Linked DNA regions of Sus scrofa: regions 2, 3, 4, 5 and 6 are each linked to region 1. A link is a contact called in public Hi-C, HiChIP or PLAC-seq and promoter capture Hi-C data. All regions are on one chromosome and are shown on one strand. The core of a region is the stretch at or near the end of the contact, and the rest is flanking DNA. Distances in the headings are between cores, read along the strand shown.

Region 1 (4,785 bases), core at 755-3,254:
AAGCAATGCTGGAATGAGCCTGCGAACAGACTAAGTAATTAAAATATTATTTATGCAAATATATGTGGTATACTTAAACATTTGTATTTAAAGCAGGGGGTGATTTCATTAGATTTCAAGTCTGAAGGAAGCCTACAGGGTGAGCTGGAAAGATGTAGGGAAAATAGAACTTAAATAAAGAAGTGGGGATTAAGAAGAAAGGCTGAAAATAACATATATGAGGCATAATGTACAGTAAGTAAAGGATTTGGGGAGAGAAAGAAATGATACAGCATCAAGACACCAATATATTTTGAGGTTAGCTACTTTATCATTGTCTGCACATTCGATTTGTAAGCAGCATCTTTGTATCCACTTAAATGCCTATTAGATTTTATACACAGCTGCTTCTTAACATCAACTTTAAAGTCACATTTGAAATTTAACTGTGATTTAAGAATTTATCAGTAAAAATCTCCAAATATAGTGGCTCTCCAAATATCTCTCTCAAGGTGGATGAGCTGTTGGTGGTTATCAGAACAATCTATTAAGTTTTTTCAAATACCACTTAAAACCGTGAAATTGTGCATTTCAGAAACGGAGTGTCAGGCATGTGCAGTTAGGAAAAAGTTTCTAAGGTGCTAACTCCTGTCCCTGCTCAACACTGGGCACTGCAGTTCTCTCCTATAATTTTTATGATTAAGCAAACAGATAATGTACAGTAAATGTTCACTATAAGGTGACTTGGGATTTCATAGGTTCTGTTTGCAGAGGCTTTGTAAATTTATTTCTTTAGCATTTTTTTAGGGCCGCACCTATGGCATATGGAGGTTCCCAGGCTAGGGGTCTAATTGGAGCTGTTGCTGCTGGCCTACATCAGAGCCACAGCAATGCCAGATCTGAGCTGCATCTTCAACCTACACCACAGCTCATGGCAACACCAGATCCTTAACCCACTGAGCAAGGCAGGGATTGAACCGGCAACCACATGGTTCCTAGTTGGACTCATTTCCGCTGCGGCTTTGTAAATTTAAGTATCATACTTGGAGAGCTCGTTCACTCTTTGGTAAGAACCTGGAGAATCTAGGGTATTATTATTATTTTTTTTTTTTGCTTTTTTTTGGGGGGATGCACCCACGCATGTGGAAGTTCCCAGGCTAGGGGTGGAATCAAAGCTACAACTGCTGGCCTACGCTATGGCCACAGCAACTCAGGATCTGAGCCTCCTCCGCGACCTACACAACAGCTCGTAACACTGGATCCTTAACCCACTGAGCAAGGCCAGGGATCAAACCTGAATCCTCATGGATTCTAGCTGGATTCATCTCCACAGCACCACAAAGGGAACTCCCAAGAATCTAGGTTATTTTTAAAGCTGATGGTTTTAGCAGTTTTTGTATGTAAATCTTCTAGGAAACAAGAACATACTTATGGAATTAAAATCTTATCTTGGCATCCAAAACCATTAACAGAAAAACAAGAGCTGTCACTGTCATCTCAAAATTCTGGGTAAGTGATTTTTCAATCTATTCCCACCTAAAGATAATCATTGGTAACTAGTCCTACTAGAGCATATCAGAATTAAGAAACCTATCCTAGATTTTGTAAAAGTAATGTTCTTTCCAAAGAACATTAAATTTCCCAAATGGAAAATTAGATTGTAATAAAAACTTCATGATTGATATTAATTTTCAGGAATTTTTGCTAGTCATATGTTGAGATTACCTACTGTTTCTCTATTGTTTAGTACCAAAATGATAGAAACACAGAATTTACTTAACCAAAATGAAACTTAGAATTTAACTGTGCAGATAAAATATTTATCAACTGACTTTTAAAAAAAAAGTGAACTGGGAGATCTGGTCGTGGCTCAGCAGAAACCAATCTGCCTAGCATCCATGAAGTCGCGAGTTTGATATCTGGTCTTGCTCAGTGAGACTCGGCATTGCTGTGAGCTGTGGTGTAGGTTGCAGATGTGGCTCGGATCCCGAGTTGCTGTGGCTGTGGTGTAGGCCAGCAGATGCAGCTCCAATTTGACCCCTAACCTGGGAACTTCTATATGCTGCAGGTGCAGCATTAAAAAGCAAAAAAAAATTTAAAAGTGAACTGACAAGGTTGTTACAATTTTCCACTTACCCTAGTATTTCTCCATAGTCTCAAGTCATTCTAAAGTTCTGTGGAGTCATAAAGTATATTATAATCTTATCAGAAATATAAATCTCCAAGGCCCAACATTTTATTGCAAACTTTGCAAGATTTTTTTCTTTTTTTTTTTGCCAAGAAAAGGTCTCGATTGTATGCAGATATCACATCTAAATGACAACTCAGTAGTTTAAAAACACCTGACAGGTGCTTTCAGAAAACATAAAACAGATTAACCCCATACAGTAATCCTTTTTGGTACACAAAGATAAAATGTAGTAGAGTTATAATTGAAGACTTTATTACCTGAGTCACACTTCCGATTAAAAAATTGTCTGCCATGTTTTTTTGTGACTTTTATTTTTTTACTTACCACTCTAGTAATCCAAGAAAAAAAAAATCAGTCCAAGGAACAGGAAGTTCCTATTATTAAGAGATGTTATCATATTTTTAAAGCACAATATTAGAAGTTAGCACTTAAGTTCCTATTTACAGGGACTCCAGAGATGAGAGATTTCTATGATCTTATTATCCTTCACAACCCAACATTATGGTTATTTAAATAACTAGAAAAAAAGGGGGAGGGAGAAGCTGAGTACAGATTTTTGCAAACTATGGTGATGTTTCATTTTGTTTCACTGCTCCCTGACAACAAATATTTTCTCTCTTTTTTTTTTTTTTTTTTTTGAGTAAACTACCGTGTACCTGTTTCTTTCCCTACTCCCCAAGTGTGGTATACCCTTCCACATAACGAATACATATTTTGGGTTATGTTTGGAGATTTTTTTTTTCTTTTGAAGGCTTTGAACCAAAATGCCTAAACAGACAGTAGGCTAAAACATGAATATTTCTCATAGGTGAAAATAATTATTTGGGGAATGCTGATAAGCATTCGAACTCATCTGACTTGGAAGGTGGACCTTTACATCAGATCAAGTAACTGAAAAATGGGATTAGAAAGTTTCAAAAATTATTAACTGGGGACGACTCAAGACTGATCTGAGGACGAGAAAAATAATGAAGTGTAAAGGAATTTTTATTTTGAAAAAAGTTTTCAAAAGAGCGAAGCAGGACACCACCGTGAAAGATGTGTTTCCTTCCACAGATATAAAAAGGTTGTTAACTAAGACCCGCAGCTACAGTTATGAAAGAAACCGTCAACTATATTGCAGTACGTTAAACTGAGACAGTTATTAACGTCCTTCGTGTTGCACTTTTGTTGCGATTAGGCACGCACTCTCCACCCCGCCCTCCAGGCGGGAACCTAGAAAGGTTGTAAAAGTTTTTTTTTTTTTACTGAACCGGGCGTGCGCTATCCAGAAACGAATCAAAAAGCGTCACAGCGTGTCAACAACCCGGTCTGTATTTTCTCTCCGCCTCCTCAGGTATCCGGCTCTTACCGGACTTCAGGTCTCCGAGGGAGGCTTTGTCTAAAGTCGCCTAAGCGTAGGAAGCGGCGGGAGGTGACCACAGTTGCCAAACAGTTGGGTTCCCCGGCTGCCTGGTGTGACGCATCAGCCCCCCTCCCAGACAAGCGTTCAGACCCGGCGGGGGGCCCATAGGAGCCGCAGGCCAAGGCCAGGGCAACTAGACCCCACGCACGACCCCACCCTTGCGGCTTATCCAGCACAGCCCTTCCGCAGCTCCCCGAACCCCATTATAGTCTTCAAAATTTCCCCACCCCCGTTTCCCTAGTTCCTTCTCAGCCTCTCGGTCGCGACGTCCTTACGCAACCGTCCCGAGTGACAGGAGCGTCCATACCCGCATGGAGCGAGCTTGCAGCTCCCGCTTCCCGGACATTCAACTTGGGCCACTAAGGTAGGGAGCTGGAGCAAGGATCACCGACCCACCGCCGTAACCAGAGTCCGACAGCCTCTGCGCGGCCTGCGTGCGCGTTCCACCAGTGCCCCCACCACTCGCCACCCCACCAATCACTTTATTCCTACGCCCCACGACTCCAAAACGTAGCCCCACCCACCCACCGCGCGCCAGCTGGTGGAGTTCGGCGTGCGCGCGCCCGCTCGTCCGCCTCGCGTCCAGTGGGGAAGGGGAGTGAGCAGAGCTTACGTCGCGCGGGAGGCGGAGACGTCGGCGACCTCGGTGGCGGCGGCGGCGGAGGCGGCTACGACGGAGACGGTTGCGCTCGCTCTCTCGGCGTCATGGCGGCTGCCGGGAGCCGATAAGCGGCGGGAGCGAGAGCGCGCGCGTGGCCGCGGCGACGACGACGGCTTGTTAGTTCTCGCTTTTGCTGCCCTCGCCGTTGGTGCTTCAATAATGAATTGATTATTGGATCCGCTCCACAGGGGATCACGCGTTGGAGCCGCGGGCCGGGGCTTCCCCTTCCCCTCCGCGTCTTTCCCCTCCCCCTTTCCCCTCACGGACTCCTGCTTACCCCGAAACGCCCGGAGCCCGAGGACTCACTCCGCGACAGAGACCGCGGGCCCGGGCGCGGGGGAGGCCGCCGATCCAGTCGGCTCCCTCCGCCCCGCGAAGCCTGAACGCCTGCCGGTAAGAAAGGGGGCGGCGGGCGGGTCAGGATGTGGCGAGAAGGACGGGAGCTGGCCAGGCGGAGGGCGGGGGCGGCGCGGTGCCCGGGCGGTGGCTCAGGGGCCGAACGCCGGTCATAGGCCGGGGCAGTCTGCGAGGGCCGTCGGCGGCAGACGA
Region 2 (4,785 bases), core at 1,448-3,947, 1.8 Mb after region 1:
AGCTCCCATCTGAGACTAAGGACACTTAGAAGTTTCTAACATGCACAAGCTCAACTGAGTCTCTTAAAGCATGTGGTGGACAATACTATTAGTGTTTACCAACCCCTGGTTGCATTTGCAGAAGACCATGTAGTTAGTTCTGGCCAATGAAATGTGAGTGGAAGTCATGTGTGATACGCAGTGCTGAGGTAGGAACAGGCTGATGTGTCATTCTCCAGCCTTCCTCTTTCTTGCCAGGGTGATCTGGAAGGCCAAAAGCTTCATTAAATGCGCCTACATGATGCTGAGCTTCTTGTGCAGGGCAGAGTACCCTGCCTGTCAGCCATGGCTCTGCACCATGAGTGAGAAACAAAGCTTTGTGTTCTTAAACTAGTGATGTCTTAGAGTTGCTCTGTTATAGCAGCATAACATAATATCCATTGGGAGGAAATCCAGAGGCTCCAGGAAGGTTTTGCAGGCTGGGGAATTCCTAGGGGCTGCCTGGAAAAGAGCAAAGCTAGAAGTGCCAAGTGAAATGGGGTTGAGGTGAAGAGGGGGAGGGAGTGAATAACAGCTAGCTGAGGAAGCCATGTGAGTCAGTGCAAAAAACATGCACTTTGGAGTCAAAGAGACCTATGGAGGGCTCAAATTAGGTTTCACTTTTTATTTTCTCTTTGACTTTGAGCATGCTTCCAGCCTCTCACTTTTCTCATTTATAAAGCCTGATACCTACATTTTATGTTCACTGAAAAGATAAAATTATACAAACATATATACACAAGTGCATACAGCTAGCATTTAGCAGAGTATCTAACAGTTGTAAGTAATTAATAAACTGAGAGGCCCTTCCTGTGCTCTTCCCTCCAACAGCATTTCTAAGCTTGGTAGTTGCTAAGTTTTGATCTGACAACCTCTACAACTGGGGCTCCTTCACATTTAAAGTCCTCACTCCGAGGAGTTCTGCATCCAATGTATCTCTGCTGGAACTTTGAAACTAGAAGGGAATGCTGCCAAATCCTCTTATTGCTTTATTTGTAGTGCACTTGGATTCTGAAGAGGGAGTCTTAGCCGGGTGTAACCAAGTCCAAAGTCTGCGTGAGGGTGGAGCTGTGAGAGAAAAGCCTGGTGTCAGCTTTCTCCTTGCTGACATTTCATTCCTGATCCCTCTGCCCAGGTGTCTGTAAAGACCTTCCTCTCCTCCTGCCTTCTCACATGTCACTCCTGGCAGCCTCCTGTCTGTTGGGGCGCCTTCAGTTCCTTCCATCCTGACTTTCAAGAAATATTTCAAAAGACACTAAATAGAAACTGAAGGGAAAACAGCATATCCTGTAATAAAAATATGAAAACAAAGAAATGCGTGCGTTTACTGAACAGAAATCTCTCATCTGAGCAAAGCAGGATCACTCACTGACACCCAGAGGCCTTGGAGGTTATAGCGAGCCACTGACAGCCCTGCTGCAGTTCAAACGTGCAAATTACCTGATCCCAAACTGGCTCCTTGTAGAAGTGTAGACATTTCCCTTGATCCCACTCTGATTGGGCCTGGGGACAGGGTATTAAGTTTATATTACAGAATATCTTTGACTGGAGAGAATATGCAGAACAAAATATATTTTTTCAAAAGGAGGCATAAGATGGAAGACAGAAAAGCTGAGAAATACTATTCTAGCAACTTGGAACCCCCCCCCCCCCCGTTTTCCAAGGCAGGGCGGCAGAGAAGGAAATGAAAGGAGAAAGCTTGAGTAGAGTGAGAATAAGTCGCAGAGGGGCCAGCATTTGGTGAGTATAAATATTTGTGTTTTCTTGGCTTGTTACTGCATTTACCTTCAAATGTTTCAAGATGGGCTTTTGGCGACCTTTCATCCAGGTTCAGTGTTCTAAGAGGAGCATAGAAACGGTGACCTGATTTGAAAAAGCAGGGAGAACGTTTTCATGTGGGGAGCAGCAAACTTCTGGGTCATGGTGGAGCAGTTCGGACCAGCTACATCCCGCTTCCACCTATTTCGCACTCTTAGCCAAATCCTTCTACAACCCAAAGGCCAGCCCACTGAGACCCAGGGGATTCAGTGTTTGGCAGAAACAAAGAGTCCTTCCGGATTCTGTTTCTCTGAGGCGGGCCACGAGCTCTCAGAGCTCTCAGCCCATTTGTAGAGGCGAGATGATGGACATCCCTTGAGTCCAACGAGCTTCGAGCTATTTCTGGGTGGGGGCATCCAGTCAGTGGATGGCCCTCTAAACGCATTAGCCCCCTCCTAACCCACAAACCTCGGCCGAACCGAAGGCTAATCTATGAAAAAGCAACAATAACCGTCCAGAGACGGAGAAAATGATCTGCGTTCCGAAAGGGGAGCCCCTCTCCGCCAGGTCCCTCCTGTATCATAACCCTGCTGTTTCCCACACGCAAACAGCACTGTTTTGTGAATTCGCCTCTGGGGAACAATGGTGTCCACTCAGCCCCATACCCGGGTTTTCCCTTCCCCAGCTCCCACCTCGGCTAGGGGCCTCCCTGCGCCTGCCCCGGCTCGGCCCAGCACCCCGCACGCCGCCTGCAGCTCCGGTTCTACTTTCACTTTCGGTCCCTGTGCCGGCAAGGGCAGGGCAGGCTGCAGAGGAGCAAGGGCCAGCCAGCGTGGTCCGGAGCCCCAGGTACAGGGAGCCCCTCCCCAGTGCGCTCCGCTGGGAGGGGGCTACAGGGCTGGGCAAGGGCATGACCTGGGCATCCTCTCTGAGGGGGGAGGCCCCGGGGGCCTGGAGCAAGGGGAGGAGGAGGACCAGGAGGCTGCGTCTCGTGTGGCCTGGGGATCTGGGGATCGAGTCCACAGGGAGGGTGGCGTCCACAGGTAAGGTGGCGGGGTTGGCGCCAGCCCAGTACCGCTGCTGTCCTTGTCCCTCTTTTCTACTGGGAGATGGCCAGGAGCGCAGGGCCGGTGGTGGTCTTGCTCCACTCAGTCCCATGGCCAGGCGGCTGGCAGAAGCCTCCCTCTGCACTCGCTGGAGCCTGGGTTCCTGCCGGCGCCCGGTCCACCTGACACCTGAGTAGGGCCAAGTGGAGGGACCGGTGGACGGACGGTGGGGTTAGGCCAAGGAGGGTACCATGTGGCTAGTAGTCAGAGACTGGAACGCGGCTTTGGTTACTTCCAGGCGCAGGAGTGTTGTGGGAACCTCTGTGAGTGTCCTCAAGATCGTTTCTCTCCTTGCTTCTCCTGTACTTCTTGCCAGCAGTTTTCTGTCCTCACTTTGGCTCTGGCGCCGCCAGGGTTTATTCAGAGTTAAAACACTCCTGTTTGAGCAAATTAAAATTTCCGCTTTGGGTGCCTTTCTCACCAGTTGGACCTGCAAGTTAATTTCATAAGAAGGAGGAAGTGCAGACACTTCCTCACCCTTTTCATGGAGTTGTTTGTTTGTTTGTTTGTTTGAGGCCACATTCAGAAAGAATGCTTTGTTTTCTATTAAATGCACAGAATATTTGCTCTCAACTCAGGATGCGGTCAATAATTTCAAAAAATACTTCTAAAAATTGGCCAGCATTGTCTCTTTTTCCAAGACGTTGTAACTGTACTGTAGCACATTTTCAGGTGGGTCTAAATAGAAAAAAATTCCACTGTGTTAAATATCGAATTAATTCAACATCTGTATCATTTACCAGCAGTGACATGCTGTTATTAGGGCTTGTTAATTTCATTGTTCAGAGCATGTTGGAAGAAGGTCCTGTTGATGATGAATTTCACATCCCATAGTGTCCCAATAAAGGGAAGGTGACATAGCCCAGGATGAGTTGCCCCTGACTTCTTGTGTGAATGGGAAAAGTCACACTCACCAAAGGCAGTAAGGTTCCTAAAGTGTCTTGAACTCTTCCTGGCTATGAGGTAAGTTAAGTACTCCGTTACTGCCACATTTTCATCCACATTGATTGTGAAGAAGCTTTTAGTAAGATCAGATGACAAAGGAAGGTACTTTTTGAAACTTTAAAAGAGTGCAGTCAAGTACAGGAAATTCTTTTAAAACTCTTCTCTCTCTGTTCTCAATCTGTGTATATTTAACTGCCTTCTTGATGCTTCCCCTTGGATATCTCTTAGACATCACACATTCAATATATTTAAAACTAAACCTTGATTCCCTCTCCTCTCTTTTAAACCCATTCCACCTCTGGCCTTCCCATTTCAATAAAGGGCACCTATGACCACCCAGATGTTCATTTTAGAAACCTGGCAGCCATCCTGATAGTCCTGTCCTTTCACTCGCCACTTCTAATCCACCGTAAATATGGATGTTGAATATCTCCATCTCTCTGTGTCCCCAGCCCCCTGCCCTGATTTCTGTTGACATCACTCCAATACAAACCACCATCGTACTTACTCTGTCTAGACTACTTTCTAACTGGCCTTCCCTTCTTCTCAGTCCTCACACCCCACACAGCAACCAAGATGATTTTCTTAAGGCGTCAACCAGATCCTAAGGTCCCCGAGATCAAAATCCAGTGGCTTCTTATTGCCCCTAGGATAGAACCAAAATCCTTTGGATGCTTATAAGGCTGTGTGGTGGTCTGTCCCCAAAGATGCATCTTTCTGCCACATGTTGTGCTTCAGGTTCACTGGCCTTGTAAATAACTTGCACTCTCTCCTGACTCAGAGCTTGCAAAGATGTGTAGCATTCCCTCTGTCTGGAAACCTCTGTCTCTTTCTCTCCTTAGCTAACTTGCATTTGTCCTTGAAATCTCAGCTAAAAATCTCAGAAAGCCCCAGTGTGAGTCAGCCCTATTACTCTCTTTCAATATGTGCTGCTGTTTTCTTCATAGCTAATCATGAT
Region 3 (4,785 bases), core at 676-3,175, 1.7 Mb after region 1:
TTAACTTATTTCTTAAGTCCAAGGCTTGAGAATCATAGTGCCTGGATTCTAATACCAGTTCCGTCATGCTTACCAGAATGATCTTAGGCAAATTTTCTTTCTAATTTTTTGAGCATCAGTTTCCACACATATAAAATAGTGTAATGATTTACACTCACACAGGGGGGATTAAGTGAAATAACTCTTGTGAAGAATTTGGCACAGCACAACAATTTGCATATAGGAAGCATGTAATGAACATTTAATGTTAAATTATTAGGTGGTTCTTAAAACTCGCATTCTCTGGCCTAAATTTTGGAGTTCTGCCGTAACATGTAGCAGACACACCCAAAGGAAGGTATGTATTTTGGTGAGAGTGGAGAAAGGCTCTGATAGCTACTCATGTGGTCTTTAACTTTGGAACTGATAAGAATTTTAAAAGCTGGCTAGTACAAGTCCTTAGTGTCCAGCTAAAAAACCTGGAGGTGAGTGACTGTTGCAAACACAGAAAGCTTGATGAAGAATCAGGACTAAAATACGGCTCATTGACCCTTCCTTTACATGGCACTTTATTGCAGGGAACAAGATATCTGGGGATTGGAGACAATGAAATCTGCAACAAACATCTGGGGGAAAAAAACGAAGAGAATCTCCCAAAGAGAGTGGGTCAGTGAAACAGAAAATTTCTTAAACCCTGTCCTTAACTGCACATGCTTTCCAACACAGTAACGCCAGATTTGCCCGCCTTCCCCAGATCCTCACCTGAGATTGCAAGCGCTCCTCAATACAGAAGTTTTATACATTCAAGTCAGGTCATTATTCTCACTAAAAACAAGGATTTTAAAAGAAATTCAAGAGAAATATTACCTTAATCCATGTGGTTGCAGATTTGAACGGAGGGGAATTTATTTTTGCTTTCACTTTCTATTCTGGTAAGACTTAGAACTTTGCATAAATGTAGCTAAGAAGCAGGTTTCAGAGTAAAGGCCACACCATGGCAAGGCCGGCTAGGACTCTAGCATCTCAGAGGCTGCTATCCCTGCTGCTTTATCTTTCCTATTCCCATATTCCCAGATGCAAAGCCCTCAGACCTAGGGGGTTTTTGTTGTTGTTGTTGTTTGTTTGTTTTTTTAAATGCTGAGTTATTTTAAGACATGATCTTGAATTCCCCCCTGTGCTGTGTCCATATTACCATGCAATCTGATCTCTGTCCATCTACTTGAAAAGGAAACTCCCAGCCAGCTTCTGTGGGCTTTACCAGAGGTCATTATCCCTGGCTTTTCTCTGTAACCTCTTACCTCCTGGGCATAAAGGGGCTGTTCTCCAGCTGCATATCTCCCCATCTTTTGGGGCCTCCTCCTCCTCCTTACCACCCTGGATACAGGCCTTCCACAAAGATAAAACCTCTGTTCTCTGCTCTTTTCCCACTTTACTCTTTTCCTTGGAGAACATGTTCAAGGGCAGAGATTTCGCCTTTATCCTCATCTGTCCTGCATTTATCTCCTGATCCCTCCTTTCCGGTTTCAGCTGCTCTGGTTCCAAAAGCCTGATGGACCGTCTTCACCTGAATGTTCTACTAACAACTCAAACAATGTCTTCCTCCCCCAGGTGGGTGCTTTTTGCTTTAAGTTCATCTGCTTCAAGCCCTCCTTCATTGTCTAGGATTGGACCCTATCACTCTTTTGATTCTGCTCCACTTGGGTTTGTTACCAAGTCCTGTTGAGTCTTCCTTTTTAATCTCATTTTACCCGACTTAAAAAAAAATTTTTTTCCCCACAGTCATTAAAGCAGCCCAGATCCTCCTTACTCCTTGCAACGGCCTTCAAACAAGTCTTGCTGCTTCTCAAGACGTGCCCTTGCAGGCCACTTGTATGATGCCTGCCAGCAGGTTAATGCTTTCACCACTGCTTGGTCACGCCACCTCGCTGCTCAAAACCTCCTCCCTATGGTTTCCTCTGTTTACGCACAGAGGCAGTTCCTGTGGGGAGACCATGTGCAGCCCACTGGCTGCCTATGGGCCCCATGACCTCTTTCAAAGCCTGTCTGGCGTTTTGTTTACATCCTGTTGCATTAAAGGGCCATGCACCCATGAGTGGTGTTCTCAAGTGAAATATAGTGAGCTTGGTTCCTGCTGTCTTTAGGCCTCCTTCCTATGCTGGTTTTCATGCCTTTTCCTGCTGGGTATTATTGCTAGTTGTAGTCTATGCTTTGGTTCAGTATTCAAATGCTGCCATGATTAGATCCCTGTTAGGTCTTGGACTATTTTTTTTCCCTTTTTATATTTTATCATTTTTTCTTTCTACATTTTATGATTTCAACCTGGATGAAAAACTTAAAGTAGAAGGGGGAAAAACAAGGAGGTAGCTTACTCCTAGAAAGTGGCACAGGCCTGGATGGGGTCCCTCAGAGTGGCATTTCCTATAGTTAAAGGGGTACCATGAGGTGGGGTTACAGATGCAAACAGGTAACTGGAGGAGAGGGGACACGAAAAAGAAGAGGCACATGGGCTAAAAAACCTGGAGGTTTTTGGAAATCTATTTCTGCAGTGGGGAAGGGAGGGGTGAAGAAGCTTTGGGGGGGGTAGCTCTGTGACAAGAAATACCTCGTCATTCCATGTCACAAGACCCATGTCTGTGTGTTCTCAGAACTCTCCCCTGCCCGTGAGAACAGAAGTGGTGACAGAGGATGAAGAAATGGGGCCATCAGGAAGTGGAGTAGGGTCTGGGTGACTGCAAAATTCACTGTTTAAAACTATGTCTTGGACTTCCCTTAGAGGTTAAGGATTCAGTGTTGTCACTGCTGTGGCTTGGTTCAATCCCTGGCCTGGGGAACTTCCTACATGCCACAGGGGCGGCTAAAAAACATTTCTTTTTCTTACTATAAGAGGTTTCTAATCTTTTTATTTCCTGATAAGAGAGCAAGCTTTGGGATGCTTGCTGCTTAGGGAATTCACATGTCCCTTCATCCTCGTCTTCTCTGTCTCTTGCTCAGAGACTCTCCTTCAATGCGCTCCTACCACCACCCAGTCTATCCCTGTAGTCTGCTTTTGTTTTCTCAGCATTTACTGGTTCCTGGTGGTTTGATACATTTTTTTTTTTTGGTCTTTTTTTTTAGGGCCACACTCACAGCATATGGAGGTTCCCAGGCTAGGGATCAAATCGGAGCTGTAGCTGTTGGCCTACGGCCACAGCAATGCCAGATCTGAGCCTCATCTGTGACCTACACCATAGCTCATGGCAAAGCTGGATCCTTAATCCACTGAGCAAGACCAGGGATCGAACCTGCATCCTCATGGATGCCAGTCAGATTCGTTTCTGCCGAGCCACAAAGGGAACTCCTCTATGTATTGATTTGTTTGTTTCATCTGTCTCCGCACTGGAACATGAGCTCCCTGAAAACAGGGTATTTGTCTGCTTTGTTCGCCTCTTTTTTTTTTTTTTGTCTTTTTAGGGCCACACCCATAGCATATGGAGGTTCGCAGAGTAGGGGTCGAATTGGAGCTGTAGCTGCTGGCCTACGCCACAGCCACAGCAATGCAGGATCTGAGCCACATCTGTGACCTACACCACAACTCACGGCAATGCCTGATCCTTAACCCACTAAGGCCAGGATTCAAACATGCAACCTCATGGATCCTGGTAGGTTTTGTTAATCGCTGAGCCACTCTGGGAACTCCTGTATTGTTCCCCTCTTAATGCCCAGAGCCTAGAGCAGAGCCTGGTCTAGAAAAGCCCCTCAAAAAATGTCTGCTGAATGGACGAACACATTTTTCAATACTTTTGTTTCTTTTCAGATTGCCCTATGCTTGCTCCATGCTTCAGGGAACTTTCCATTTCTGGATAAGCCCAGCCTTTCCTCACCTCTACTGTGGCTGCCACCTTGTATGTCATATGTCTCTCTGTGCCCCCTGTGTAAACTTACTGCAAGGCAGATGCCTCCTCCAGGAAGCCACCTTGGAAGCGACACATGCTTCCTGTCCAGTCCCTCATTACAGGCACTCATTTAGTCAGTTCTCTTGGCCCTCACCTTAGACTAACATGCCTGTGCTTCATATCCTTCTTTCAGTTATCAACTCCCGAAAGCTGGGGGCCCAACACTACACCTCTCCCTCTCTCCAGCCCCTCTCAGTGTGCTGTGCACACCTCAACAAACAGGTGACCATGACTGAGTTAGAGTGAATTCTCCACAGAGTTGAAACATTTGTTTTCGAAATGTTCACAGACTTTTACTAACGTTAATGGAAATCTTTCTCATATATATTACAAATATTTCCATCCCCTTAGGGTGCACTCAACAGATTTAAATCCTAATGACCCAAGTTTTTTTACAAAATGGACCTAGAATCAAGAGAATTGGATTTAAAGTCATCTTCTGAAAATAAGTACCTTCCTCATTTCCACATTGAGGCAATAGTACTTTCCTAATTATTACCTAGGATTACTATCTATCTCAGAATCAATTTGAGATAATATGCAGAAAACAGTTTACAACTTTAAAGTTACCTTACTAGCAATAATCTGTGATTATGCTAGGTTGTAATAAAATGCTGCCCTTGAGGCAAATGAGATGCAATAAATACCTGCATGTTGCTATACTTTCTTGACTTCTTACGAGTACTATGCAAAGTTTATTCCAGTTCCTCATTATCACCAATTTTTTAAATTTTACTTTGTGTTGTTTGCTTCAGCCTTGCTCAGCTTCCACCCTACACCTGTTTCCAGACTGTCCCTTCAAAAGGGCAGCAAACTGAAAAATTAGCACATGAAGCTAATTGGACACTATTTCAGGTACTCAGATACCTTAAAA
Region 4 (4,785 bases), core at 1,698-4,197, 1.6 Mb before region 1:
TCTAAAAAGTACTATGCTTAACAAATTCCAAAACAGCAGCATTACACACTTGAGAGTTCAGACATTTGTCTTATGTGTTGCCATGACTGGTTCTTGGTATGCTTTAGTTTTGCTGTCCGTGGGTTTGTTTTGTCTTGTTTGGGCCAGGTGAACGGTGTCCCCAAATTTAACCCGAGCTTAACACATGAATTAAAACCATTTTCCCCTTAAATTTTCATATTTCAACCTGCCCATTAGAGAAGAGAGTTTGGCATTGTGGAGCTTTAGATTATTATGATCACACTGAGGACTTATGTTCATACTCCCCCTTCCCACTTCCTGTTCCAACAGTACAGACTACTTCAGAATTCCCCAGAGCAGCAGCATTTTACTCCTCTCTGGAGTCACACCTACTCTTTCCTCTGCTTCCACCCTTCTACTCTCCCTCTGCCTGGTTTGCCCCTTAGTTTTGCAAACCCCAGTTTATTCTGTGCGCCGCTCCTAGGAAGCTCACCTTCATTGCTCCCAGATGTTTAAACAAGCTATCTGCTTCCAACCAGCAGCTCACCCAAATACAAGGTACATAGTTCAAATGGTGCTGTTAGTTCATGGTGCCATATTGCAATTTGTTTTTATTATTTATTTTTCATATCTGTCCACCTCTAAGTAAGTGATCTCCCTGTTTGGTCAGATGCTGTATTTTATTCATTTCTGTGTTCCCAAAGCCTTACATACTGGCCCGCAGTAATTGCTTAAAAAATGTTGGGTAAATTTAATTAGGTGATACATATTATTCAGTCATCATCAGTGAGTAGTGTTTATCTGAAATCCAGAATGTTTTTGTTTTCTGCTTAACAATAAAAAGTTAAGGGGGAGTTCCCTTTGTGGCTCAGCAGTTAATGAACCCGACTAGGATTCATGAGGATGCTGGTTCAATCCCTTGCCTCGCTCAGTGGGTTAAGGTTCTGGCGTTGCTGTGAGCTGTGGTGTAGGTTGTGACACAGCTTGGATCCTATGTTGCTGTTGCTGTGGCGTAGGACGGCAGCTACAGGTCAGATTTGACCCCTAGCCTAGGAACCTCCATATGCTGTGGGTGCAGCCCTAAAAAGACAAAAGACAAAAATAAAAAAAAATAAAATAAAAAGTTAACCTAGAGAAGTTAGCATACTAACCATGTACTGCCCACCCCCTCCGCATCCCAGTCCCTTTTAACATAAATAAGAAGCTGTTTTATTCTCGGAGTTTCTGCCTGTTGAGAAGTCTGTGTGATAGATATGCATTAATGCAGGCAGGATTTGCCTAGATATCAATAAACTCGAAAGGCTCCCGGTGGGCCACTTGTAGTGTCAATAAAGGTTCATAATTACTTGCTCCTTTGAGCATTTTAAACCCAACCTCCTATTTGCTCCACTGCGAATAGGAGGCTGGAGACCAGAGAGGTTCTTCACTTTCTAAATCTTAGGGGAAGAATGGCAAATATTGCCAGGCATCTTGGGTTTTTAAGGAGAGGATTTGGCTATTATCCTTGTTATTTTAAGCTGTCAAAGGACTAGAAACTCAGAATAACCACCTTTTTCTCCCTCCAGCAGAGAGTTGATAGGGAGCCTCACCCTTACATTACTGGCTCAGGGAGGTGTAAACCTCAGGGGTCCACAGCTGCAGACACTGCTCAACCTGAAGGAACAAGTGATGTAATTTAGAGAATCTCTGTGAGGAAGGGGGAGGCAGAGAACTTGGGACCTGCTCAAATTGATGGGGGAAACTCCTGGCTTCCAGGCATTATTTCTCCTGAGCGGTGCCTCCATCAGCTCAGAGGTAAAAGTCAAACCAGGACTGGTACAACCCAGTGCAGCAAGCACTCTGGGTGAGGAGAGTGAGGACCATAGACATGGAGAGGTATTCTGATCAAGACTCTAAGACTGGGAAAGTGTCCCTCCCATTAAATACAGTAGAGGTAAAAAATAAAAACCAACCAACTAAGCAAACAGAAACAGGAGAGGGAAGAAGAGAGTGAGAATCAGATTAAAGACACATTGAGACTTTGTAGAACAGCTTGCTCCTCCTTCTTTCCTTCTTTCTTCCCTCCCTCCTTCCTTCCTGAGTATAGGTGTACTTGGGTTTAAAAACATGGTCCTGCTTTTCTCAGAATCCTCTCTCTCTTCAGTGAAGTTTAAGTAGGGTTGGAGTTTCCTTGACTCCTGAGTGAGGAGTTTCCAAATGGCAATGAATGAGAGTCACATAAATATCCACAAAGTTCCTAATGACACCTCTGTTATCACTTGTTTCCTGCAAGATTCTGAGTCGGGTGGTCATCCACCACCCACACCGAGTGGGCGATCGACTAATCCGCTCATGTGTGTATTTGTACTTTCCAGATTAAGCTGTGCACGGAATATAAAACGTTCTCCAACTCCTCCCCCCTCCCTCCCCCATTCATTCTACTTGGGAGGGCGCGCATTTGCGTGTGTGCACGCGCCTGTTTGTGCGAGTGTGTGTATATTTAGCAAAGACGCGTGGAAGAAGCTACACCTCTTGCTACCCACTCCAAGCTCTATCTGAGCAGGACGCGTCTCTGATCTGTCACCAGCAGAGGTATCCTCTCCACGCTGGTGCGGACGGACTATCTCGGTGCTTCCTTGTGCACAGAGCTAACGCTTTGGTGTCCCGAGAGAGCGACCTGACTTCCTCCTACTGCTCTTCCCACGGTATGCGAGTCCTGATGCGTGCGAGTGTGTGTGTGTGTATACACACGACTGTGAGCTTGTGAGCTTCCTCTCCCAGCACAGTGCAGACAGCGCCAGCGACGTTACTCTCCTAGCAGCAGCCAGCAACGCAAGGCAGCAGCAGCCTCCGCCCCCTCAGTCCCGTGATTGGCTGGTTTTGCTCATCATTTCCCTGCTAGAAAAAGGGAAGGGCCAGTGACGCCCCCGAACCCAGCTGCAGAAGCGGCCGCCACCTCCCATGCACAAGGTGTCTCTTCGGAAAAGAAACCTGAGCCCCAGGGAGGCGGCGCGGAGCGACCGGGGCAGGGCTGGCGGGAACCGCGAGGGAGTGCGCTGGGCACTGCTCGAGGACCAGCGGGAGCTCGGCTGGGCTGCAGAGGACCCTCGAGACCTGCCCCTGAGATCCCGGCTCCACGCTCTCCTCGCGTTTTACAGATTCCCCTTCCCCGTGACTACATCTCCCCAAAACGGAGCCTTTATATGAAGAGAAGGTGAGGGAGCTGGGGCAACCAGGACTTTCCCGGGCACCCAAGATGCGCTCCATTAGGAAGAGGTGGACGATCTGCACGATAAGTCTGCTCCTGATCTTTTATAAGACAAAAGAAATAGCAAGAACTGAGGAGCACCAGGAGACGCAACTCATCGGGTAAATGCAAAGCTTCATTTTAGGATATGTCAAAAAGTCAAGCCATAAATGAAATGTGAATATAGACGATAGAGTGAGGGTTGGGGTATTATGTGCGTTGGGGTCAGCTTCTGAATGTTTAGTCTCATGAATTAAATAACAAAGGCTGTGGTTGAGGTGTGTATGCTCTCTACGTGGGTTCCCAGTATGAGTTCAACTTGCCCTGTGCGGCGATAGTGACGGTTGTATTGGTGCTGCCAGGGCTCATAAGCCCAAGTCATTGCAGAAGTGTCAACAAAGAACGGGTGTCCTTGCCCTTTTAATCCCAAGGCAAAACTCAATCGAGATGTCTTTATTCACCATCTGATTGTCCTTCCTTCTTTCCTGCCCCATCACGGTAGGGAGATAACTAGAAAAAGCTGGCTTCCTGAAAGGCTGAAGTTAATTAAAGCCCAGAAAGCAGGAAATGTGTCTCTGTTTCTTTACAATTCTTTGGCGTTGGGTAGATCTGTGTATCATAATTCGAATTAGAAACTCCGACACAAGCAACCATACTTCCTTATTTGCTCTCCGTGGGTAAAACGCATGGGCGTCATGGTTACAGTTTTGGAAACTGGGAACTGTAGCTTCACACAGACTATATTTCTGCTCTTTCTTTAGTTTGTCTAGATGAGTTCAGACTCTTCCTCCACCTCAGTAAGTTCTCTAAATATCACACTTCCTTCCTCCCTCCCTTTGGCCTCTGTATCTTTGAAGTTTACCCAGGAGGTGGCTGTAACTCTGTGTTGCTTACATAGCTTGGAAGCGTTTTCTGAGGATGTGAACCCGGTTGTCAACTCTGTACAAAGTCCTGTTTCGGAAATCCTCCCTCATCCCGAGGCGTCCGCTATCGCCATCAGAAACTGCACGCTGGCAAAGATGACATTTATGAAAACGGGGATAGAACCCTTGCCATTGTGTTCTGGGGCGTGGGGGTGGGCAGAGGACTGCCAAAACGTGTGTGCGCGTACACACACACACACACACACACACAAACTTCAGGCACTCCATTTCTTAATATTCCTGCTCCTCCCTGAGTAATGAGAATTTAGGTGAGCAAGACTCTTAGCTCATCCTTACAGAAGAAATTGTTATTTTATAGATTAAGTTAAGACAATCGAAAGGGACTGGAAGAGAATGAAGAAGGTAATACGGTATGGGCTGGTTGATTGGTATGCATCAACAAATCTCTAAATGGTCTATTTTCGAGGGAAAATGCCAAACTGTATGAGGTCGTTAACACAGGGAGTGGGTGGGTTGAGAATTCAGCTTAGCTCGATTGTCAGAAAAGAAGGACTCTGGGTGGGGGAGTGGGCATACCCGGTAGATCTGTGCTTCCCAGGCAGACAAAGGGGTCTTTAGGAAGGTGGTGATCCGGCGCGTGGGGGAGAGGCGGAGGTTGGGGCGCGGGGGTCGAGG
Region 5 (4,785 bases), core at 1,019-3,518, 1.6 Mb after region 1:
ACTTGAGAATGTACTTTAATTCTGTGGGCACAGGTTCACCAAATCAGCTGGCAATAATCTTGACCAAATGGGTGACTCAGCCTTGTTGTGGGGAATGTTTTGTTTTGTTTTAATTTAAAGGCAACTTCACATTTAAAATCCTGCAAACAGGGAAGCTCCAAGCGTTCTACCTCAAACAAAGAAAAAAGCCTTGGAATACTCATCGGAAAGGATTTAAGGATTTGTATTAGAAATGTTCTACACCAAAGTACCAGATGGTCTCCAGGGTTCCTTTCAGCTCAAATCTCCCTTATTTTTCTTAGTAACTGTACTAGACTACTCTTGGAGCCCTAGTAATTACAAATAGAACCTGAATGAGAAAGAAAATTCAGAATTAATGTTATCATCATTAAGCCTAATTAAATAGTACAGACAGGAAGATGGCAGTAGAATAAAGCATTCTGAATTATGGACAGGGAGAATATAATGAGTGGTTCCCAGGCCCATGAATGAAACACAGCAAACAGCAAAGTCTGGATAGGGTCTGATACAAAGTGCACGTCTCTGACTCATGGATGGCAACTGACCCACTCAAACAGGGGTTCACTTTGCCATCCATTAATGCGACAAACCATCTACCATTAAGTAATCAACCACCCGCAGGAAAGTGAAAGGTCAACTAGAAAGTGAATCTTCTAATATTGGTGTGAGTCCTCCCTTACTGGCTGTTTCACTACTTTCTGTCCCCAAAGGGATTCCAAATACTGAAAGCTGCAAAACTGTAAGACATCTCACTTCTACATTGTGACTCCCGCACTTCTGGTCCAAACAGAAGCCATCGTTTTAAGCAGGGTGGGATTTATTCCCTCCTTTCAGTAAAGGGCTGTGGCTGTTTGCAGGGCATCCTGCAGGCTCCTGCTTTGACTCTGGCCTCAAGTCACATTGTGATATCATTGTGACGGACCCTTGATATTTAATGAGTCTTCAACTGAAAAACTGGTTATCGGAAGCCAGGGAAAGGAAGCTTGAACGCTCTGCGTAGTGCCTCCGCATCAGACTGGAGGGTGGCAATGCGGGGAGGAACCTCCTGGGAACACAGCAGGGGTGATCAAGCCTTTCTGCAAGTTTCTCCTCCTTCCACTAAATTAACCTGCTAAGCCCCCACCCCCACCCCGTCCTATTAGGAAAAGTCACGCCGGCAACTCGCTGAAGGACAGGGGGATAGCTCCCGCCGCACCACCGAAGTTGTCTTTGGTAAGGGCCGCGGCTTAACTCTTCCTGCCCAAAAGCTGTGGCCAACACCCCCTTCTCCCGGGCAAACGCAGCTGCCAACTTTCCCGTTGCCCCCTGATCTGCGCAAAACAGCCTAAACTTTGCTGTTCGCCCACCTGGGCGCGCAGCAGAGCGTACGGTCGGGCCACACCGACGACGCCCCCACCCTGGGCAAGCGATGGCACTGACCTTCACACCACTCCCCAACTCCGCGACACCGGCCGCCTCCCGCCCCCTCCCCCGAGCCTCGAACTGCTTTCCCCGTCCCTCTCCACTGCCCCTAAGCCCTCACGGGAAACCCGCGGTCGGTGCGACTGCAGCTCGACCTCGCGTGTCACACTGCCCACGACCCTCTTGCCCCAGAGAGCGTCTGACCCCGGGTCCTCCGGCCGCCCACTCACCATTGGTGAAGGGCTCCATCTTCCCCCGGCCGCAGCTCCTTACAGCAGGAGCGTCCAAGCTTCCTACTCCGAACGCTGAAGCGGCCCTACCAACTGAGCATGCCCAGCGCAGCGCCGAGGTCTGTCGGGGAGGTGCCGCGAACAGCGGCGCCGCTCCGCTCGCTCGAAAATCCACAGCTCCGTGTTTTAGCGACAGCTGCAGAGAGCGAGGGAAACTAGAGGAAAAAGCACTGCACAGGCCCCAGCGGATTCCAGGGAGTGAAGAGGAGGGAGAGGGTTAGATCTGGGGGCGGGCCGGGGGGGGCGTGACCGGAACAAGCCCCGCCCCTGACAGAAAAGGCCAGCAACTCGGTCTGTTTCAGTGCCCAGAACAGCGGTCAGTCATTAAGCAAATGTGATAGCCTATAACGTCCCGGCCAGGCCCGGCCCGGCCTTAGGAGCCGGGAACCCAGCTCCGCGCTGGTAAAACACAGTCATTGCCTCCGTCGAGGAGACATTCCAGAGACAGATAATAAACAAACACAAGACACACGAGATTGATATAAATGCCCAGCTCAGCATTAAATCTAGGTGATGTGACGGAGATTGAGTGGGTCGCTAATTCGGATGCTTGTTGAGGAGAGGCCTGGAAGGTGCCACTGTAGCCAAGATCTGAAGGCAAAGCAGGATCTATGGACGAAGGTCGCTCCCGGACTGCGAAGCTTCGGTTTCCCTGGGGAGTGTGGCCCCGGGGAGCTCACTCTGCTAAGGCTTGAGGGAGCAGGCACTGTGGGTCGTCTTGGCAGGGCTGCTGGCTCACATCACAGAGGTCCCATGCTCTCGGTGGCCTGACTGAAGTGGGGGAAGACCCCCAAGGAGTCTGGGCGGCTAGCGGATCGGGGCGCGGCATCTACAGGCAGGCGGATCACAAAACCTGGCACTGGATCAGACCGGGGCCGCGGGAGCCGCAGGATGTGGGCTGAAGGCCTGCCCCGCCAGCCTTAAATCAACACCTGCGGCTCCCCGGGGTGCAGCCGCTGCTGCAGGTGGCCAGGCCAGCAGAGCTAGGCCGGAGAAAGCGAAACTCTCTTTGTCGCCCCCGCCCTCCAGCACTGGAGCCCTCAACTCCAGTCTCCAGCCCCCATAGTTTCCAGTGTCAAAGCCGGGCGACCCGGCGAACCATTGAAATGAAATAACCAGGGGCCTGGGGAGCCCGGGTGATGCTCTTCCAGGCCTCACTTCATCATCCCTTGCTCTCTGTGCGGATCGCCGCTATGCTGCGGAGTTCGGGGCGCGCTGCATCGCCTCCTGCCCCTCATCGCTCTTCTGTCCTCCCCAAACGCAGCCTTGGCCTCAGCAGCAACTTGGCTCCCGCTGTGCCTCACTGCGCCTGCCAACTGTCACACGCTTCTCTGAGGCTGTCAACAGCAGGGCGTCCGGTGCAAACAAGCCCGTGGCAAGCGCAAACAGCCTGGGCAAACAGGGCTGGCAGTACTGTTTGTTGTTTGACCTGCGTGGGAAATTGAAATTAGGTTTCAAAGAAGTAAAATCCAAGTAAAATATTGTATTTTGCAATATTGTATTCTTAAATGTCTGTTGAATTAAATCACCCACTTGCGCTTTAAAATCTCCAGTGGCTACCAATCACACTTAGGATAAAAGCGAAACTCTTTCCCTAACTCTAGGACTTTATCTCCTACACGTGCTTACTATGCTTTGTCCACAGAGGCTTTCTGGCTGTTCCTTAAAGTCGCCAATTTACATTAAACCATTCCAACTGCATGGTCCTCATGGAAGAACTGTTCCTTCTGCATGGTACTTCGACTGCTGGTTCCTTCTTGTATTTTAAGTCTCATCTCAAAGGGCTTCTCTGAGAAGAGCTCTTTCCTGGCCACACAATGGAAAATAGGTGCAAACATGGTCTATTCTATAAAGACTGGGTTCTGCTTTATTGTAGTCACAGCACTTAAGGCTCTCAACGTTTTGTTTGTTCTTACATTACTATGAATCTTCCTCTCAAGAATGCAAGGCAGGGTCATTACCTTTATAAAGGGCTGTATCCTAATCCCTAGATAGATACGCAATAAATAATTTGTGAATGGATGCAGTGGTATTTAGAGTTCTAGTTCACTTGCAATGTTTAAAACCGCCTTCCAGAGAACATTTCTATATTGAGTGGTGCCTTTGTGATCAGTGCAGAGAAGGTGTCTGTATCATATGATACCTCCAAGCTGTTCTTTTCCCATTGTGTTAAAGATAATCAGAGCCCTTAGGCTACCTCCTCAAACCTCCCACCCCCAACAGAACCAAAAATAGGAAGTGAACCACAGGGGTTGGTACATAAGTGGTCAGATATGATATAATATAGGCAATGCTGGATTTTGTCAAAAGGATCCCACACATTGCATTGCCTAGATAGGAGGCTCTTACCTATATTTTAGGTCATGTCTTTTCCCTTTGGAGTTATTTTCCTAGTCAAAGCACTTAGTATCAGAGATATTTAAAACTCCACAGCTTGTTAAATTCCCTCTTTTCACCTCACCTGTAAGCTAGTCTATCATGCTTTTAAGTGTGAAACAGGTTATTTGTGTTCGATCTTAAATACTTCAATTTTGCAGAGACTAGTAAAAATGTTTCACCATTGCACTAGCAAATACAGGAGGATCATTATGTCTTTTTAGATTTCTTTGACGTAGAGACAAATAACTATCCTCTCTTTGCCAACCTCTTGCCTCTCACCCCTCCCATTTCTACACAGTCACGCAAATATGCAAAGGACCATTTAAAGGCTTGTGGGTTTGTATTGAATGTAAAAAAAAAAAAAAAAAAAAGTAAACAAAATCAGAATGTTTCAGAATCCTAACTACCTTCAAAAGAATAAAAATAAATTTTGTTTTGTTTTATTCTGGGTTTTCGTTTTTTTGGATACCATTTTTTATTTGTCCTCATAAAGCCTTTTTGAGAGACCACAGTTGCGCAGATTCACTACTGAAACACACTGTTTCAGTCTTTAACCTCCTCCCATCCTTCCACACAGAACTTCCTCTTTAGTTAAGGGCATAAACTTAAATTATTATGAAGCGACTATTCACTCTCAGAGAAGATAGTGTGACATTATTTACTATTCTAATTTACTATTTTCAGAATCATTGAT
Region 6 (4,785 bases), core at 1,667-4,166, 1.4 Mb after region 1:
AATTCGTTATTTAAAGAAAAAAATAATAAAACTATATAAAATTTAAACAGTTAAAATTGTAGCATTTGAAAGAGTAACTTAGAATAATGTATCAAGTATTCTAATTTGTAATAAAAACAATTACACTATTTTACATTAACCAAAAGCCCTTATTTAACAAAAAAACCTCTATTAGGATAATGGGAGTATTTTTAACTTTTGCAAACAAACAAAAAAACACAACGACCACAAAAAGAGAACAAGACTAAAGCAAGTACATTCATTAACTCAAGTAAGGCAATGAAGTAGATAAAAAATCTGAAACAAGTTATTTTCTCTCTGAATCAAGGCACACATATCAAATAAATAAATAAAACCATAAAGATTCTTGAGTATTATCCCATGCAAGTCTAAGAGGCAGACAAAAAGAATCTTAAAACTTAAAAATACCTCAGAGACCATGCCAGTTATTTTGATAGAGTCTCTTAGCTCCAAACCCAGACTTCTACACTACATTTTCTGATGGTAAAAAATGATAAGAATGTTCAGGGAAGTTTGGAAGTTGGGCGGTAGCTTAAACTACTGATTCTCCCTTAGAGACTCTGGAGGGAGCTTAGTCCAGAATTGTAAAAGAATGAATTTCTATTGTTTTAAGCCATCAAGTTGGCAGTAATTTGTTAGCAGCCCTAGGAAAATAAAACAGGGATAATAAACAAAAGCGTTATGAGGTGCACAGAATTTTAAGAATGGTAGGTAGGATTTACATGTATACTGATTAAAAGAAAAAAAAGGGGGGGGGAGTGAGCTTTACAAATGAAGGAAAAAAATGGTGAGAGAGAAAATTAAGGCAGCTGTACAAGGAAAACACATAGTAGTTCAATTAGGTAAGAGTATAGATGCTACTTGCAAACAATGGTACAGATTGCTTAAGATCTTAAACGCCAGCTTAAGAAGGTTGAATACTAATATAAGAAGTTTGAACTTTAATTTCTAAACAGTCAAGATCCTCTGAAGCTTATAAAGACAAGGTAGGGGTGGGTGTGTGTTAGGAAACAGGATCTGGGAAGAAGAAATAATGATGTGATAAACCCTTTGCATACCTCTGTTATACTGTTATCCAACTTTTCATTCATATCCTTCCACCACAAGGCATAAAGATTGGGACTAAATTCCTTTAAGAACAAGAAAAAATTCTAATATATGTGTTTGATAAATGGTAAATGAGTGGAGAATACTGTGCATTTTTTAGTCATTATTAAGCATGTCATAATAGAGAATTCTAATTAGTACTTGAATCACTTTTACTCTTCAAGAGTCTGATTAAGAGGATTTTGTAGAAAATATACATTAATATTGAAAGTGTAAGATACTTGGGCTCAGTGTGATTAACCTCAGGGACTATGCCAGAACCACGATAGCAATTCCAGCCAAATCCAATGAATTAGTGGTGCTTGTCTGGAGCAGAGTTGACAAGGTAAGGTTTGCCAATAGATTAAGAAAAACTGCTAAATTGTTGGATTAGGAGTAAACACCCAAATGATCCTGTTTCCACTCCCATTCTTGCTCCAAAAGTGACTCACTTGATTTCCTTAAAAACTTTTCATTTCTCATGCCTTATGTGAATTACAGAAAGAAAAATTCCATTTCAATGAAGGGTTCTATTCATTGGTCATGGTTAATCAAAGGTTTACTGCATTCAGGTTAAAAAAGCAAAGGTTGTACTCAGAGGATAGAGGGTAGTTCTTTCTGTATTTTATGATTTAACAATATTAACTATTCTGACTGGAAGACTGAACAGATACAACTGCCTGTCTTAGAAGAATTCCAGTGCATGTTTTATGAAAGGGCTTGGACCCAACAACATACTCAGTAGGGCCTTGGAAAAGAAAAGTGCATGGGTCAGTGAAAAACAGGGGAAGGGGAAAGAAGGAACTCTGTAAACACTAATTTCCAAAGTTTAAGTAAAGTTTTGAGACTAGACCCTGAGAGACGCTAAATGGCAGTGATTGGAAATGCGGTCAAGCCTTAAGTGGCCCACAATCATCTTCGACCATATGCAGCACCCACACCTCTGGTGATAGGCAAACCAAAATAATTGTCTTTTAAAGGTTTAAAATATAGTTCGTGAAACGCGATATAAATGCAAATATTATTATACAAGTTTTGTTACCCTTGTTGTCGTAGGGAAAGTAGAGTACGCACTCTGTCGGGTGCAAGCTGTTTACTGTTCCGTTGCGCTTACATTTTTGTTGACGTAGGAACGAGTGCCAGGGCTGGTAAAACCCTTAAATGGGGACCTCAATAGCAAATCCGCGTAGGCCCGCTCCGAACCATCAAAATGCACACTTTTTCTGGAAAAGCGCGGGAGAAGCGCAGAGCACACAAGGGCCCCACCCAGCACTCCAGGACCCACCCCCAGCAAGCGCAGGCGCACTCGGTGTCTTAAGGACCAACTTGGACCACGTTCTGAGCTGATGTCGGAGCGTTCTCTAACCACGCGGGCCCCAGTCCTGGGCATGCGCAGTTAGACAAAGGTCTGCTCGTGTGGTTACTATTTTTATCTGACAGACCTGATTGTCAGGAGCCCAGCTCAGGTTCTTTTCCCCCCCTCTCTTAATGAAACTCATTTGACTAAAGCAGAAGTTGCTGTTAGGAGATAAAACCTGCTCCTCCCATTAAACCACTTCTCTGCTCTAAGCGGCGGATCGCGCACTTAAGGCAGTCGGTCCTGACAGATAAGGAAAACAAATGTCACTTAGTGGAGAGCACTTACAGTCGGAAGACTTAGTCCCATGACTAAACCACTTTACAAAAAAAATCCTCTAATTTTTTCCATACTATAAGCTTCATAAAGCCCAGAAGTAGTTCTATTGCTGCATGTCAGTGAGAATGGTACTTTTTAGTAACGAGGACCTGCTGCATAAGCAGCGCATGCGCGAGTCACCCGGCAGCTGTGTGGTGGCTGAGAAGCCTGAGTACCCGATTACTTTGCGTTCTCCGCTGGTTGTCCACAGGCTTCTGGCCTGGGTTTGGGGCCGTTATGGGGAAGGTGAATGTGGCCAAGTTGCGTTATATGAGCCGGGATGACTTCAGGGTCCTGACCGCGGTAAGAAGTTCGCCGTTTTCCTGTCTCCAACGTCCTTTTCCACCGCGTGTGCTCTTCCTCTTCTCCGAGTTTGCTGGGAGCTGTGCGCGCTTTAGGCCCTGGAAGGCGACGGAGGTTGGGAATGGGGAAAAGAAAACCACCGAGACGGAATTTTCAAAATCCTTCGCTCAGAATTTTTTCTCTTCCCCCAAGTAGAGCAGAGGCCCCTTTTTAAATTATTTCTTTCCTTTCTGCCCCACTTTTCCAGAGCCACACTCGAATCTCCGTGGCCTGGGCATCTCTGACCCAGGGCTTCTGACCAGCTGAGAAGGGTTTAAGGCTCTTGAAAAGAATTGACAGCACTGAGTTCTCTACTCACAGGCTCAGTCACATAGTGTTACCTCAGTTTCAATCAATTAACATACTCGTCGGGTTCTTAGTAATAGTTTTAGGGAATTCAACAAGGCAAGGGGAGCATATAATCAAGTAAACGAATAAACAGATAATATCAGATAACACGGGCTATAAGATGATAAAAAGGGTAAAGGAATAGAAACTCTGAGTGGTGGGGCCGGGACCAATGAATATTGTATTTAAATTGCTTAGTCAGAGAAAACTGTCTGAGTTCAAGAATCTTATTTTTTGACTGTTGTATCCAAAGTTTTAAGGCCTTTCTAAAAATTTCCCAGTTCTTGGTAGCTACAGAATAAATATTTGCTAAGTAAAGGAAAGGATGGGGGGTTAGGCCTGATAGCCGAATGAATGAAAAGGAGGCAGCCCAGGGAAGTCCTTGGAAAGAATTGAAGGCAGAGGAAACTCTAGTGGCAAGTTCAAAGATCCTGAGGCAAGAATGGTTTTTGAGAACGGAAAGGCCATAGTGAACAAGAAGCAGAATAGGTGGAAGTTAACCCGAAAAGATGAGAACTAGATCATGTGCTATAAATATATACCCATGCAGGCCTGGTAAAGAATTTGGACCATAGTCTTAAATGTAAGGGAGCCACTTATGTGTTTTGTTTGTTTTTGTTTTTAATGGCCCCAGGCCTATGGAAGCTCCCGGGCCAGGGGATTGAATCCAGCCACAGCTACTGCTACCCCACATCCTTTAATCTTTTGTGCCAGGCCAGGGAAAAAAACCCTCAGCTCCATAGCCACCCTAGCTGCTGCAGTCAGAATCTTAACCCACTGTGCCACCGAGGGAACTACAAGGGAATCACTGAAGTTTTAAGCAGGGAAGTAATACAAACTGACTTTATGGTCTTGGTCTTATAGTACAAAGATCAACACATAGATTAGGGATTTTCAGGGTAAATCACATTTATGTAGGAACTATTAGCTTTTGCTTAAGTAGGCCATTTTTAAGGATTAAACTATAAGGTGTAAATTCAGTATAAATTTGGAAGGCATTTTTTTCCCCCTTCCCATAGATTTTGAGTTTTGTCTACCTAGTTTCACATCTGAAAGATATCTTCCTTCTCTGATTCCTCAACACATTCCCTCATTCCTTAATGACTCTGACAGAAAGTAGGGAAATTAAGAAACTCTTAGAGTCTGGAAGGGAACAGAGAATGGAAGAAGGTTAAAGTGTGAAGTTTTAGTTGGAACATCAAAATGCTGCTACATTTATCTTCCAAAGCTTTATTTCTGCAATACTTAAGTTCTTCTGAAGCTCACTAAGGAATGACCGAACTCATTAAATATTTCAGTCTCTTGAGTCTCAC

What was found. Promoter capture Hi-C pulls out the DNA fragments that hold promoters and counts their contacts. A called contact is a pair of places that touch in the nucleus more often than the background predicts. HiChIP or PLAC-seq counts read pairs in DNA pulled down with a chosen protein or histone mark.
Region 2: an H3K27ac HiChIP or PLAC-seq map of alveolar macrophages shows a contact between it and region 1. The contact joins the promoter of ERAP1 here to the promoter of CHD1 in region 1. A contact is called at or near these places in 1 of 5 promoter capture datasets (liver) and 1 of 2 datasets of contacts at active chromatin or transcription factors (alveolar macrophages).
Region 3: an H3K27ac HiChIP or PLAC-seq map of alveolar macrophages shows a contact between it and region 1. The contact joins the promoter of ERAP2 here to the promoter of CHD1 in region 1. A contact is called at or near these places in 2 of 2 datasets of contacts at active chromatin or transcription factors (alveolar macrophages and skeletal muscle).
Region 4: an H3K27ac HiChIP or PLAC-seq map of alveolar macrophages shows a contact between it and region 1. The contact joins the promoter of ST8SIA4 here to the promoter of CHD1 in region 1. A contact is called at or near these places in 1 of 5 promoter capture datasets (fetal skeletal muscle), 3 of 47 Hi-C or Micro-C datasets (liver and skeletal muscle) and 2 of 2 datasets of contacts at active chromatin or transcription factors (alveolar macrophages and skeletal muscle).
Region 5: a contact with region 1 is called in a Hi-C map of liver, with 8 times the contacts expected there. The contact joins the promoter of LNPEP here to the promoter of CHD1 in region 1. A contact is called at or near these places in 2 of 47 Hi-C or Micro-C datasets (heart right ventricle and liver) and 1 of 2 datasets of contacts at active chromatin or transcription factors (skeletal muscle).
Region 6: a promoter capture Hi-C map of liver shows a contact between it and region 1, with 8 times the contacts expected there. The contact joins the promoter of RIOK2 here to the promoter of CHD1 in region 1. A contact is called at or near these places in 1 of 5 promoter capture datasets (liver) and 1 of 2 datasets of contacts at active chromatin or transcription factors (alveolar macrophages).

Annotation. Positions count from the first base shown.
Region 1 is chr2:105,202,522-105,207,306 of Sscrofa11.1, reverse strand. CHD1 (chromodomain-helicase-DNA-binding protein 1) reads left to right here and starts at 2,004. Exons shown (of 36, transcript XM_021085399.1): 1 at 2,004-4,629.
Region 2 is chr2:103,412,978-103,417,762 of Sscrofa11.1, reverse strand. ERAP1 (endoplasmic reticulum aminopeptidase 1) reads left to right here and starts at 2,697. Exons shown (of 21, transcript XM_021085396.1): 1 at 2,697-2,819.
Region 3 is chr2:103,507,565-103,512,349 of Sscrofa11.1, reverse strand. It overlaps ERAP2 (endoplasmic reticulum aminopeptidase 2), which reads right to left and starts at 1,925. Exons shown (of 17, transcript XM_021085395.1): 1 at 847-1,925. It overlaps LOC110259692 (a long non-coding RNA gene), which reads left to right and starts at 154. Exons shown (of 3, transcript XR_002342061.1): 1 at 154-645.
Region 4 is chr2:106,843,968-106,848,752 of Sscrofa11.1, reverse strand. ST8SIA4 (ST8 alpha-N-acetyl-neuraminide alpha-2,8-sialyltransferase 4) reads left to right here and starts at 2,947. Exons shown (of 13, transcript NM_001037322.1): 1 at 2,947-3,348. The coding sequence starts at 3,236.
Region 5 is chr2:103,565,849-103,570,633 of Sscrofa11.1, reverse strand. LNPEP (leucyl and cystinyl aminopeptidase) reads right to left here and starts at 2,268. Exons shown (of 18, transcript NM_001105291.1): 1 at 1,653-2,268. The coding sequence starts at 1,671.
Region 6 is chr2:103,821,697-103,826,481 of Sscrofa11.1, reverse strand. It overlaps RIOK2 (serine/threonine-protein kinase RIO2), which reads left to right and starts at 2,916. Exons shown (of 16, transcript XM_021085153.1): 1 at 2,916-3,085. The coding sequence starts at 3,020. It overlaps LOC106509506 (a long non-coding RNA gene), which reads right to left and starts at 2,667. Exons shown (of 7, transcript XR_002342063.1): 1 at 2,150-2,667.